Linked DNA regions of Mus musculus: all the other regions are linked to region 2. A link is a contact called in public HiChIP or PLAC-seq data. All regions are on one chromosome and are shown on one strand. The core of a region is the stretch at or near the end of the contact, and the rest is flanking DNA. Distances in the headings are between cores, read along the strand shown.

Region 1 (4,920 bases), core at 1,514-4,013, 400 kb before region 2:
TCCGTCTAGTCCTTGGGACCTTTGGCTATTTAATCATTTGCTTATTTGATATTAATTAATAAATACCTAATTTTATAGTTATGATCCCACCACTAGAATCTGAATTTCATGTGCAGTATATAAACAATACTTAGCCTACACTAGGTATTCAATAAATATTTATTGAATGGATGAATTGAAATTATTTGCACAATCCTAGTGATGACTGAATTTTAAGTTACTATTTATTATCCTAGGGATGATCTTCCCCACCATCTGTTTATTTCTCTGTCCTGAACAGGTCTATGAGTTAAAGGCAAAGTCTTTCCCTCGAAGATTTGTCTTGCCCTTAGATGTTAGTGTGGATGCTGCTGAAGGAAAGAACCTCAGCCCACTGTCCTATTCTTCAGCCAGCGCTGTGAAACAGGGTGATGGAGAGGTAGGCTCCCGGCAGATATCAGACTGAGGTTGGAGTTTAGTGACATCACCTTATTCTTTGGCTGCCCTCCAAAGGCTTTGGTGCCCTGCAGGTTTCATAACATTTGGCCGAGCTTGGGTGAGGTCCTGGAAACTTGTTTGCACAAGAGCCACAGAAACCGGGTGGGATGGACACCTGTGGCTGATTGTGCTTTCTGTGTCTTGAGCCCGATCTATGGAGCTTGCCAGTGGTTATGAGGTTTTTCAGATTGACCCAACCATCCCCACCTTCTGGAGACACTGCTTTGCTCATGGGAATGGCACTGTGCAGCTATGCCTTGCTTTAGCAGAATAAGGAAACTCTCCACCTCCCATACGATTTGGGATCTTAATCACAACACTCGACAACATAGGTACATGGACACTCACCATGGAAAGAGGAACAACAAGAACAATGATGGAGAACTTTAGTTCTCAAATCCAGTGACAATTTACAGAGTAGAGCACAGTACGCTAAAGAAATGAAAGAGAATTCAGAGAAAATAATGAGGATTTAGCAGCCATTCTATACCCTTTGGGGGATTTCTTTTAGATCTGGTGCTCTCCTGAAAATCTACACCACGAAGACCTGGAAGAGGAAGGGGGGATTGAATTCCCTCAGATCAACTATGGCCGATTCAATGGCAAAAAGTATAGTTTCTTCTATGGCTGCGGTTTTCGACATTTGGTGGGGGATTCTCTGATTAAGGTTGACGTGACGAACAAGACACTAAGGGTAAAAAAGTCTCTTCTTTCATTTTTTTTCCTAAGTATTGTTTTGCCCTTTGAATTAAGTTCTGCTTTGTTTAAAGTCCTTCAGACGTATTATTTTTTTCAAAAAATTTAATATCTATTTGTTTATTTTATGTGTGTGTGTGCCTGAGGGTATTATGGGCACCACACATGTGCAGGATCCTGTGGGAGTCAGGAGAAGGCATTGGATCCCCTGAATTGGGGTTACAGGAAGTCGTGGGCTGCTATATGGGTGCTGGGAATCAATCACAGGTCCTCTGGAAGAGCACCCAGTGTTCTTACAACTGAGCCGTCTCTGCAGCCTGTTCTTTGAATTCTTCAATATTACAGCAGCTCAGCTGTTTTCCTAAATTTGAGAGCCACAGATCATCTCAGCAAGGGGTTGATTTCCTGTGGGAAATCTAAAGGGAAACCAAAAGCTTGGAGAAATAATGGTAGAATTGATGTCAGTTTTGGAGAGATGATGGGGTGAAGGTTGTAGTGACCCCTGTACCTCAGGTTGGTGGGGTAACAAACTTAGATGGTGATCTACAGGCAGCAGAGGTTTCTCCTACCTGCACTCAGTGCGGTAAGCCTGGGCTTGTGTTTGCTGTGCGAACATTCTATTATGGCCCACTTTATTTATTTATGGCTAGGTGAGGCTTTGCAGTTAGTGCAGTTCATTGCAATAGAATGTTTCCCACTTGCCTCTCACCTTTTCTCAGATGTCTTTTGTGTGTTGGGGCGGGGGGAACTCTCAGGTTTGGAGAGAAGAAGGCTTTTATCCCTCGGAGCCCGTTTTTGTTCCGGTGCCAGGAGCAGATGAGGAAGACAGTGGGGTTATACTCTCTGTGGTGATCACTCCCAACCAGGTAAGTTTATTTCCCCGCCATTGGTCATAGAAGTGCAGCACTAACTCAATTCGAGTGTGACCTGTAGCGATGCAGCCCATCATTTATTATGATGCCTTATGGCATCTTCTCCATCCTCGTCTCCTTTTTACTGGGTAACATCCCCCACTTTAAAAATCATAGCCATACTTTATCACATTTTAAAGTCCTGTTTGTAAAATCATAGCAATGTGGTGTCTTCATAGGAGTGTGTTTATAGACAACGTACTCTCATACATATATATTATGATAGTTATTAAAAATTGTGGGATACATGTGGAGTTTGTCACTTTAAGAAGTTGCAAGAGACTCACATCTAATCTCATAGTGGTAAAGCCAGTGTTTAATGTCTGGCTTCTGGCCTGATGTTCATACTACTATCTGTGTTTCTTATTTCAGTGAACTGACCTAAAAACGGCCAGTACCATAAGCCCTGGCTAGTATCTCAATAATGCTACTTACTGACTTGTCCGGGCAATCTTACAGCAAATGTGTCCACCTCAAGACCAGCTCTGATCAAATACTAGTGGCACCTGGGTGTGGGGTTCTGAGCCCTTTAATGGTTTAGTTAAAAAAAAAAAAAGTGTTGTGATCAATTAGTAATGTCTGCTAATGTTGTGATCAATTAGTAATGTCTGCTAGAGGGCTTGTTCCATGCACTTAGCGCTCCAGTAAATAGGTCTGCACAAATCTCATTCTGGTTTACAAAGCTGAACTTTGTCCAGCTTCTAAGTAACACAAAACAGAAGCATTTCTAATTTGGGTAAAAGGACTTCCATGTATTTTATGAGACTTGAAAGAGCTGAGTAAAAAGATTGTTAGACTCAAAGCGGTCTTATGAGGAGGATTGGCACAGTTTTATTTCTTTGCTTTAGGGTGTGAACTTCTTTAGTCATGGTGTTTTGGTCTAGTTCAGCGACTGGGCAAACATTTGTGGGTGTCTAGGTGAGGCTTTGCAGCAGGTGCCAGGGACAGATATGAACGTAATTAAGAAGACATGCTTCCTCCCTCAGCCAGTGGAGATGGACTTTCAAACGAAAAGGGAACTTTCAGTGTTGTGTTCTTTTTCTAGAGTGAAAGCAACTTCCTCCTTGTCTTGGATGCCAAGAGCTTCACAGAGCTGGGGCGAGCGGAAGTACCCGTGCAGATGCCTTACGGGTTCCATGGCACCTTTGTGCCTATCTGACGGCAGAGGCGCAAGGAAGGCTAGGATCGGGCTTCGATGAGCACACTCTGAGGAAAAGAGAAAATGGTGGATCTCACTCAAAAGCTGTTGTAGTTTGGACCTGACCCTGACCCCTAAGGACTCATAGACCCGACTCCCGTGGGCTCATCGACCCTGACCCCCAACGTGCTGATAGATCCTGACCACCACGGGATCATATTTAAATTCTTGTTCCCAGCTTGTGGCACTACTTTTTTTTTTTTTGTAGCAGTGGTAAAATAACTAATAATCTCCCCATGTATGGTTTTATATTTCTATTAAAACACAACTTGTGAGGTAATTATGATCATGTATATTTTTAATACCATTTAGAAGATCTATTTTATGTTATGTGTGTGAATGTTTTGCCTGCATATATGTATGTGTGCCACATGTATGTTTGGTGCCTGAGGGGGTCAGAATGGAGCATCAGATGTCCTGGAGTTACAGATGGTTGTGAGCCCCTGTGTAAGTGCTGGGAACTGAACCCAAGACCTCTGTAAGAGAAACAAGCCTGAGTCTTTCTCCAGCCCCTTTATATATATTTTAAAATATTTACGTATTTTGTGTGTGACTGTGTGTGTGTGTGGTTTGTGTGAGCACATAAGTAACCGCACCCCTAGAGACCAATACAGGTGCTGGGAATCAAACTCAGGTCCCCTGCAAGAGCGGTGTGCATCCTCTCAACTGCTTAGTGATCCCTTCAGCCCTGGCTCTATATTGTCCTAGGCCTCTTTCTTGAAACCATAAAACAGGTATTGGTATAGTATTTAAAGTTTTTGCAGGTATGGCGGCACACACCTTTGAACCAGCACTCCTGAGGCAGAGGTAGGCAGATCTCTATGAATTTAAGGCCAGGCCAGCCTGTTGTTATGCATAGTGAGGTCCCATCTCCTAAATAAATAAATAAATACTTTAAGTTTTTTTTTTTTAGATTTATTTATTATTTTATATATAAGTACACTGTAGCTGTCTTCAGACACACCAGAAGAGGTCATCAGATCTCATTATGGATGGTTGTGAGCCACCATGTGGTTGCTGGGATTTGAACTCAGGACCTTTGGAAGAGCAGACAGTGCTCTTACCCGCTGAGCCATCTCGCCAGCCCAATTTAAGGTTTTAAAATAATTTGTTATTACTGCATGTGTGTCTATGTGCAGACAAGGGTGCTTAAGGAGACCAGAGGACAACTTTCTACAGTAGGTTCTTTCCCTCTGCCTGGAAACTTCTGGGCAGTTCTCCATTCTCTAGTTCCCCATCTCCACAATGGAGTGTTAGGGTTGGTTGCGGCATCTGTCATCAGGGTTGTGCAGTGAGCTTCTTTACCCACAGAGCCACCTTGCCATCGCTGGAGAATATCTTGAAGATAGTCTAACATTGATTTAATATTCTCATCTCTAGCTAAAAGAATACATAGAAAGGGTCAGCAAGATGGCTTAGCAGGTAAAAGGAGCTTGCAGTGCAAGCTCGATAACATGAAGTTGGTCCCTGGAATCCACATCAAGATGGAGGGAGATAATTGACTCCCCATCCATGTGCTGTGGCAATCATGCTACCCACCTCCTACACACAAGTTTTGAGAAAGGAATATATAGAAAAGAAGACTAAAATTAGGCCATTACCTCTATTACATAGGTGACCGGAGGCTCTGGGAAGAGA
Region 2 (4,371 bases), core at 281-2,780:
GCTCTTCCTACCCTGGCCACTGCCCCATTTTCTCCTCTTAACACTTGTCCATTTGGCAGGCCAGCCTGGTAATAGCTCCAGGAAAGACAGATTATCAATCCTTCTCCAGAAAAGACCAATTACTCATGGCCTCACCCAGTGTTTTATAAAAGAAAAAAAGAATGACAAGGGGAAGGTTACCTCTTGTTGCCACCTGGGGGCTTTGCCTGAGAGTGGAAAGCAGATCTGGCTGGACTAGAGCAAGGCAAAGGGCAGGATGCTGATGGGAAAGGATTTGGATAACAGGATGCGAAGGTGGAGATCGTTCAGCATGAGGCTCCCATGCCAGGCTGCATGCATTGCCAGGGCCACTTGGCGGTATGCCTGGGCCAAACCCACCAAGTGTACATAAACTGTACTCTGCTAAGTAATTCAAAGCATCATATTTTTTGCCATAAAATGAGAAAGATATATTTTGATGCAAAGTGCATGAATTTTGCATGAATTTTTAAGGAAATCAAGACTTCTAGTGTTTTTCTTGTCTTCTCATCGGTTTATTTCTCCCGAGACTTAGAAGTATGCATTTCTTCTCTAATGTCATTAGGGTATTTTATTCAATCATTCGCATAACTGTTCACTTACTCAAATATTTATTGAGTGACAGCTATGTGCCAGGCTGCAAAGTACACATGGACCTTGATCTCCTGGTAGTTGGATCATGGGGAGAATTCTTGAAAGCTAATGAATCATTATTCCATTATTTGGGAGATAGCGACCTTCTCACCACAGAAGTGGTGAGAACACAGATAGCAGCAGTTCCTTTTCGAATGGATGAGGTAACAACATGGGCTTTCTACTTTGGATAATACATTTATATTGGATACATTATCGATGGCTTTCTACGTGGGATAGTACAGACAGATTTCTACAATGCTTTCTAACGCAGGGTTCCATGCTTTTTTTTTTTTTTTAAGATTAATTTTATTTTCAGGTATGTATATATGTGTATCTCTCTCTCTCTCTCTCTCTCTCTCTCTCTCTCTCTCTCTCTGTGTGTGTGTGTGTGTGTGTGTGTGTGTGTGAGTACAGGCAGCCACATAGGATTCTCCTGGAAAACACAGTTACAGATGTTTATGAACCATCTGATAAATGGCTGCTGGGAGCTGAACTCAGTTCTCTGGAAGAGAAGCACGTATCTTAACCACTGAGCCCTCTCTTCAGATGCCACACATAACACTATTATTAAAAATACTCAGCATTTATCATTTAAGAAATGATCTTTTTTTTTGCAGAAGATAAAACAAGTTCTCTGACTCAAGGCTCAGGGCTCTGTGGATTCCTTTAGTCCCCACACAGCATAAGAGTTAGAGAGCCCTCTAGGAAGAAGAGGACCTTGGGAGAAAATTTATTGCAAAAGTGGCTCAGAATGAGACCCTGGTGGGAGCTTTGGAGTGCTGATGGCGCTGGTAGCTTTGGGAAAGTAGGTAAAGTTGTTGTACTACATTAGTAGAGTGCCGTGTCTTAAGCAGTGCCCTTTGCATCTCCTGATTGCTGAGTAATGCCACATCCTGGCCACCAGCTTGTGACGGTTTCCCAGGTTGCTGTGTGACATCTCTGAGACATTTTGTGACCAGGCAAATGCCTAGAAAGTCCCCCAACACTGGTGAAACAGAAAAATACCCTCTTCCCATAGCATAGCTCCAGGGGCAAAGAAAGGCTGTTCAATACTATGGAGTCAGGATTCCACACTCTAGCTGTCTGGCTGATTTATTGCCTGGACCCAGGGTTAAGGTATGGGATATTTGACTCAGAGATGACTCTTCTGGGGAAACAGGAAGAACGTCCCTTCTTATGAGCCACATCTCAATCTAGCTGAAGGGAGCAATGAACACAGACATGAGATGGGGAAGGAGGCGAAGCAGAAAGAGAAAGTCAGTGAATGCAGAGAGGCTGTGATTCGCAGGAAGCCCTGTTGAACTTTCCTCTTCTCTCAAAGTGTAGCAATTCTCAAACACTTTCAGTGAAATGCCCACCAATTCAGAGATGTATGGTTCAGATGCCCAATCCCCACACGGAGGGAGGTCAGCTCTTTGGAAATAAGAAACAAACAAAGATCTCATAGCATCTGTGGATTTCTGCAGCTGAGCCTGGGGCAGAGGCGCAGGGCTGTTTGTACTGGGCTCTGAAAGCTCTGAGAGTAGAGTGGAGGGAGGGAGAGCCATTCCCAGGCAGCAGAGCTGCCCCTAGCATTGGGCGATAGATGATGTTTGCTTTCCTGGAACTCAGAACTTACCTCAGTTTCACTCAGGTTTACTGCCACTCCGTTCTAACAGGACGATTGGATGTCATTTTGCAATTTTTTTTACAATGAGCAGAATTCTGTTGCCCCTACAATTTACGCAGCCAGCTGCATTTTGTTTTTCTTCCTTTAAAATGATAGTGAGAGGACCTGGACAGTGAGGACAAATGAACTTGTCTCTAAGCTAAAAGGGCAGAGAGGCACCAACCGTCTCAATAATGGAGGAAAATGGTCTTTTAATAGAAAAGCAAAGTTGATGCCAAAGATAATAAACAGATATCTACCAGGTCAGGCATGATTCCTCTAATGTCTGCACCCAGGAGGCTGAGGTGGGACAGTATGGGCTTCAGGCAATCCTGGTGTGAGACACTGTCTCAATAACTTGCAAAACTTCAGTATAGACAGAACTGATGCTGATGTCTCCAATGTGGCCTCCACTGATGCCTCCACTGGGTGCTGTCCTTGCCCCTGGCAGGCTCAGAGGAAACATGCCAAACATGCTATCATCAAAGGAGCTTCCAGTTGGATAGATGAGTGACACAGGTGAAGTAGCCACCGAAACTGACCCTTGGGATTGGCAGGATAAGTTAAGCTGTTGGCAGAGAAGGTTTTTGTGGAATAGAATGGCTTATCTTGGCATGTAATGTTTCTACCAAAGATAGGTAGGTGTTCAATTATATCCCACATAAAATTCATATTTTGAAGCCCCAAGTTCTGTTACCCCAGAAATATGTCCTTATTTGGAAATAGAATTGTTGCTGATGCAATTAAGATGGTCTTGCTCTGGAAGAGTGAGTTCCCATCCCACATGACTGATGATCTTACAAATAGAAGAAAAAATGTAACTCCTGGCATCCACATGCACATAGAGAGGATCCCTATGGCAAAACCAGTGCTTCTATAAGCCAAGAGACATTAAGTGACTGTCCATGAAATACCAGAAGCTTAAGACAATACATTAGTTCATAATCTTCTGGAGAAACCAATCCTGGTCATACCTGGTATTTTTGTTTTTTCAGACAAGGTCTCTCAGTACCTAGTCCATACTTTCCTGGAACTCACTTTATAGCCTAGGGTGACTTTGAACTTGTAATTTTCCTTCCTCAGACTCTCAAGTGCTGGTATTAGAGGCATATGCCAGCAGGATGAGCCCTCTTAACATCTTGTTGGACTCTTACCCTTCATAATTGAGATAATATTTTTCTCTTGTTGAAGCCACTCCACTTCTGGTACCTTGTTTGGCCATCTCTAGCCTTGCAGGGCCAGCCAGAAGATATAATACTGTAAACAAAAGTTCCTAGGTGAGTATACACACACACACACACACACACACACACACACACTCACGAATGAAGTATAAGGTGACGTGAACAATAGCAATTCCATCCAAAAAGATGTTATAAAAGAACTGTGAATTCTGAGGACAAGGAGACTTACAAGTTTCCTATGCTCCACTGACCTCATAGCACCACTACCCAACCTGAGCAACTTCTAATAAAGTTGATTAAAATCTACTATGTTGATAGAGCAATACATTAAAATGGGGCACACACACTCACATACTCTACACACATACACAAACAACAACAACAAAAAAACCAAGCAACTAATCAACCCAAACAAACAAACAAACAAACAGCAACAACAACAACAACAACAAAAACAGAAAAATGTGTCTATGAACTCTATCTAAGTTCCTAGGGACAATTCTGGATGTCCCTGGATTATGTTTTATAAGATCAACTTCTGCCAATTTAATAATTTCTTAATCACAATGAATGATAAGGATGTTCAACCAAGTAATGACTACAGTATTATATTAGTCAGAGTTCTATAGAGAAACAGAACTTATAGAATAAGTCTATCTATCTATCTATCTATCTATCTATCTATCTATCTATCTATCTATCTACCTACCTACCTATCCATCTATCTATAGAAATGGAATTTATTAAAATGGATCACAGCTAGTCCAACAGTGGCTGTCTACCAATGGAAAATTCAAGAATCCAGTATTCAGTTCTTGAGGCCAAATATCTCTCTTGTTTTTCAGTATATACCAGAATCATGAAGAAGTAGGCTCTAATACCAGT
Region 3 (4,355 bases), core at 312-2,811, 320 kb after region 2:
TAAGGGAAAGACTAATTTTATTGCCCTGATTTCAATATTGACTCACCTCAGGGAAGGATTTGACAGCCAGTCCTCTAGAGCACAGTCACATCTAAGACAGACACATCTTGGTTTTATTGACTATTGGATAGCTAGCACTGGGACTTGAGAATGAATATATAGTAGGTGACCAATACGCACATTTAGATGGCTGATTAGTATAATATAAATATATATATATTGTATATAATATAGTGTATAGTTTAAAGTATATAGTATATAGTACAAAGTACAGAGTTCATAGTACATAGTATATGGTATAAAGTACATAGTACATAGTATATAGTATAAAGTACATAGTACATAGTACATAGTACATAGTACATAGTATATAGTATATAGTATAGAAGAAGTACCAGACTCAGTCTGCTTTCCAGCTGTGTCAAATGTCTCATCTACAGAATGAAGATAGTGGATCTCACATCTTCTGGAACCACCAATGCCGGGAAGCATTGGCTACCTAGAGAACAGCCCATCCCTCTTGAAGGATGATATTTTCAAGTTTTTTGTTGCGGTTGTTGTTTTGTTTTGTTTTGTTTTGTTTTACCTAAAACCACAGCTATCACCCATCTTCTTTGTTCATTCGTGTTCCTCTTAGTAGTATGGAAGCTATCTTTTCCTTCACATTGCTTCAAATAGTGGGACACCATAGTGGGTCCCACGATAGTGGGATCTCACAGTTTCCCACAGATCCTAGTGACACGAATCTCAAGACAAATGGCTGGAGAGTGTAACACATACGATCAGGAAGCTCCCTTTTCTTCTGGAACACTTGATTTCTAGGACACAATTCAGACCTATCAGTTTTAAAGATTGCATGATACTAATAGAGTAATTAGCATTCATTAGAGTGTGGGAGGTTACTGGACCTTAGGGGGGAAAGACTCTCCATTTAAATTTGGCCTGACACAGGGTTGAAAGAACTGGGATTCTCAAGGAATTATATGCTAATTTTTGATCAGGTAAAGACCTTGGAATTGAAATGTTAATTAATTAGTCATACAACTCTTTTTAATTTGACTATGGGCTCCGCCATCTCTTAACTTCCCTGTACCGTATTAAAGCTTTATTACCGAACCCTGGGATTTATTGAGTGCCCGTGCCTTGCAAATGTTATCACACTTAATCCTTATAACAAACCCATGAAGAAGGTCCAATTAGTATGCTGACTCACATAACAGGAAACTTAGGATCAGTGAGCAAGGGTAACCTTTTCAAGGTCACCAGGCAGAGTGTCAAGACCTACTTAGATCCTCTGACACGGAACTGCTTTTAATCTCTGGCTATGTCCATAGAGACACACATTCCCGCAGGAAGAAAAGCAGTCTAGATGCAGTTCGCTGGCGCACCGTTCATGCTATCTACCCCCGCCCCCCGGTTGGTGCTCAATATGTTGAATGGCTCGAACATTCCTGCTGGGGTATTGGCCATGGGTCAAAGCTGGATCCATCATAGCTCAGTACATTAGAGCTCAGGTTTCACATCTGTGAAGTGAGGGGGACGGGCTGAATCATCTCTAAGTTTCCTCTTAGACTTAAAGAACTATGTTGCTTGTCTGAAAGGAGGATGAATCAGAGTTTAGCAGCCACAGACTAGCAATATGAGCCGATACAACATTCCTTTGTACAGAATGTTCCCTCTGCTCAAAATACCCTCTCCCCACTTGTTCACTTGGCAAATGCCCAATGAGCAGCCCAGCTGGCCTCTGAGACTCTGTCCTTGACCTCTCCATCAATGCACATTCCATCCCCAAACACACACACGCACAGTGATTTCCTTCTTAGGCCCTCCTGGGTATGCAGTGCATTACTGTGATTATTTGATTATGGGCTGTCTTTCCATCCTCACACCCTGGACTCCAAGCTCCATGAAGACAAAAACTGCACACTATTTTCTCTTCAGGCTCTACCTTCCAGCCTGGCCCACAAAACAAATATTCAATAAATGCCCTTTTCAGGAACTGAATGAATGAGCAGGGCATGTGTGGAGGAGCAGGAGGGGACAATTTGACCTTAATGGAGAATCTAAGCCAGAACACAGTGAGAAATTAGCGGTAGTTTGATGGGAAGAGAATGAAGCACAGAAAAGTGTATTGAGACCCAGTACCCCAGGCAGTGCGGGGTCCTTGTTCCATTCTGAGGTGGGAGGGGTGACAGGAAGAAGAAAAAACATGAAAAAAGATCAGTGCAAACCTCCTCCTCAGCTTAAAAAAGAAGTGATCGTAAATGAACCTGATGTTTTTCTTCACAGACCGTTAATTCATCCACAGCTCAACACTATAGGCTACACTCAACTGCAGCAAACAGCAGAACATCGCCACGAATCTCAACTCCCACGAGACCTTGCAGGATTGCAAGATATTGCAGGCATACCTGAGCTATATGAAGACATAAATTTACAAAACCAAAATGAACAATATTTAATAAATTACCAATAGTGCAAACACTTAACTAGAAAAAGTTCTATCTACTATCTATCTATCTATCTATCTACTATCTATATATCTATCATCTATCTTTCTATCATCTATCATTCATTTATCATCTACTATTTGTCTTTCTATCTATTATCTATCTATCATTTATCATCTATCTACTATTTATCTTTCTATCTATTATCTATCTATCTACTATCTATCTACCTATCATCTATCTTTCTATCTATCATCTATCATTCATCTATCATCTACTATTTGTCTTTCTATTATCTATCTACCATTTATCATCTATCTACTATTTATCTTTCTATCTATTATCTATCTATCTATCTATCTATCTATCTATCTATCTATCTATCTATCTATCTATCTACCTACTTCGTATACACACTCACAGTCCTGAGAAGTTCTTGGACACCATCTTGCTATTACATTGTGTTTGCATTCATTTCAATTATTCACTTGCACAAAGGCCAAAAGCCATGCTCAGATCTAAGGGGGAAAAAAAGCCTGATTATTTTAGCTTAATAAAATGTAATAAAGATTAAAAGTCTTTGGTATTTGTTTGTATTTGGAATATAGAACACACATGTTTATTTATAACACATGCATCTTTTGAGCCTTCTGAAATGTAAGATAACACTAAAATACGTGCATTGCAATGGGATATGTGAATGACTAAAATAGATGGGAGCTCAAACAATGCATTCCATTTCCCGCCAGACAACCCCATGCCTCATGTAAACAGCTGAACAGGTGACATTTCCTTTGGAAGTCAAGCAAGCCTCTTCATTTTGTGCATTTTGGAGAAACCAGACCTGGGAAACAGTCCAGTCTCAGTTATTGATGAAGAGGGCATGGCTATGTTTACCCAAGTGATTGGCCCTTTTACCAAGTGGTTGCATCATTTTGAAATCTTGGACTCTATACTTCATGGGCAGTTTTAGAGTGCAGAATATTCTTCCTTAGGCGGAGAAGGTCAGAATATGTGTGTGTGATGTGTGTGTGTGTGTGTGTATGTGTGTGTGTGTGTGTGTGTGTGTGTGTGTGTGTGTGTTTCAAGGTGGAGGGTGGAGGGGAGGGCCTCAGAGAACTTGTCACTGGTGTTTGGTAACTGCTTTGGGGTAATTAGGCTTGTCCGTGACTAAGTGTGATCCACTAGACAACAATGTGAGAAATTGCCTTCAGTGTGGAACGAGCTTGTTTGGATCACCCATGACTCAACGTTTATGAGGGAAGGTGAGGTGTTGTCGTGAGTCTAGATTCTTTCAAGAATTTTCAGGGTAGAGCAACTCAGCTGATGACTTACTGCTGTCTGTGTGGGGGACAGTGCTGTTCTCCAAGTTTGGCTTTCTTCTGCATAGTTATCGTTTTTTTTAAGTTTCTAGCTGATTGCTAAGGTATCTTTTCCGAAAGATGTTAAAATCAACCTCAGTCTCTAATGTTCCCATTATACCAAAAGTCATGGCAGGAGGAGAAGGCTATTTTCTTCCATATACTTAGAAGCCTTGCTATAATACACATTTTAGCCAGAGATGGGCTATTACGTAATAGGTCTTCAAACTAAGTCCTGGGTGTTAAAACTCTGCAAGATTTCATGCTCTTACGATACTTGTAAATCTGTCGGTGAGCTTGAGTCACATCACAAAGATCCATCCATTCTTCACTGACACTCATGTATATTTTAGAGATAACTTATCTTCATCCTGATTTTGATCTTCCGTGGGTAATGGCTCCCAACTCTCTAGATTTATGTTCATCTGCCACTGGTCCCTTTGAAGACTCTTAATCTCTCTCCCCTAGCTGTGAGTATAGAGTAGTGAGAAAGACTACAGACTTTGGGACCTATGGCAGGCATGGTTGTTCATTAAATAGTCCT

The links. HiChIP or PLAC-seq counts read pairs in DNA pulled down with a chosen protein or histone mark.
Region 1: a contact with region 2 is called in a FOXA1 HiChIP or PLAC-seq map of pancreatic cancer cells. The contact joins two enhancer-like sites. A contact is called at or near these places in 1 of 39 promoter capture datasets (the HPC-7 cell line), 1 of 115 datasets of contacts at active chromatin or transcription factors (pancreatic cancer cells) and 1 of 9 other capture datasets (embryonic stem cells).
Region 3: a contact with region 2 is called in a FOXA1 HiChIP or PLAC-seq map of pancreatic cancer cells. The contact joins two enhancer-like sites. A contact is called at or near these places in 10 of 39 promoter capture datasets (the 3T3-L1 cell line, 3T3-L1-derived adipocytes, cranial neural crest and 5 more), 2 of 484 Hi-C or Micro-C datasets (3T3-L1-derived adipocytes and cortical neurons) and 2 of 115 datasets of contacts at active chromatin or transcription factors (embryonic stem cells and pancreatic cancer cells).

The regions. Positions count from the first base shown.
Region 1 is chr9:50,531,729-50,536,648 of GRCm38.p6, reverse strand. Bco2 (beta-carotene oxygenase 2) reads left to right here. Exons shown (of 12, transcript NM_133217.3): 9 at 281-418; 10 at 989-1,171; 11 at 1,929-2,039; 12 at 3,130-3,562. The coding sequence ends at 3,243. Among named protein-coding and RNA genes, the nearest start is that of Pts, 5.5 kb to the right of the region's middle. Within about 2 kb of position 2,763, at least 102 of the 459 cell types and tissues checked have an H3K27ac peak or open chromatin away from gene starts, as enhancers often do. A contact at or near this core is called in pancreatic cancer cells, where this site is marked.
Region 2 is chr9:50,132,455-50,136,825 of GRCm38.p6, reverse strand. No RefSeq gene overlaps it. Among named protein-coding and RNA genes, the nearest start is that of 2310003N18Rik, 99 kb to the left of the region's middle. Within about 2 kb of position 1,530, at least 8 of the 459 cell types and tissues checked have an H3K27ac peak or open chromatin away from gene starts, as enhancers often do. A contact at or near this core is called in pancreatic cancer cells, where this site is marked.
Region 3 is chr9:49,813,642-49,817,996 of GRCm38.p6, reverse strand. No RefSeq gene overlaps it. Among named protein-coding and RNA genes, the nearest start is that of Gm25633, 10 kb to the left of the region's middle. Within about 2 kb of position 1,561, at least 40 of the 459 cell types and tissues checked have an H3K27ac peak or open chromatin away from gene starts, as enhancers often do. A contact at or near this core is called in pancreatic cancer cells, where this site is marked.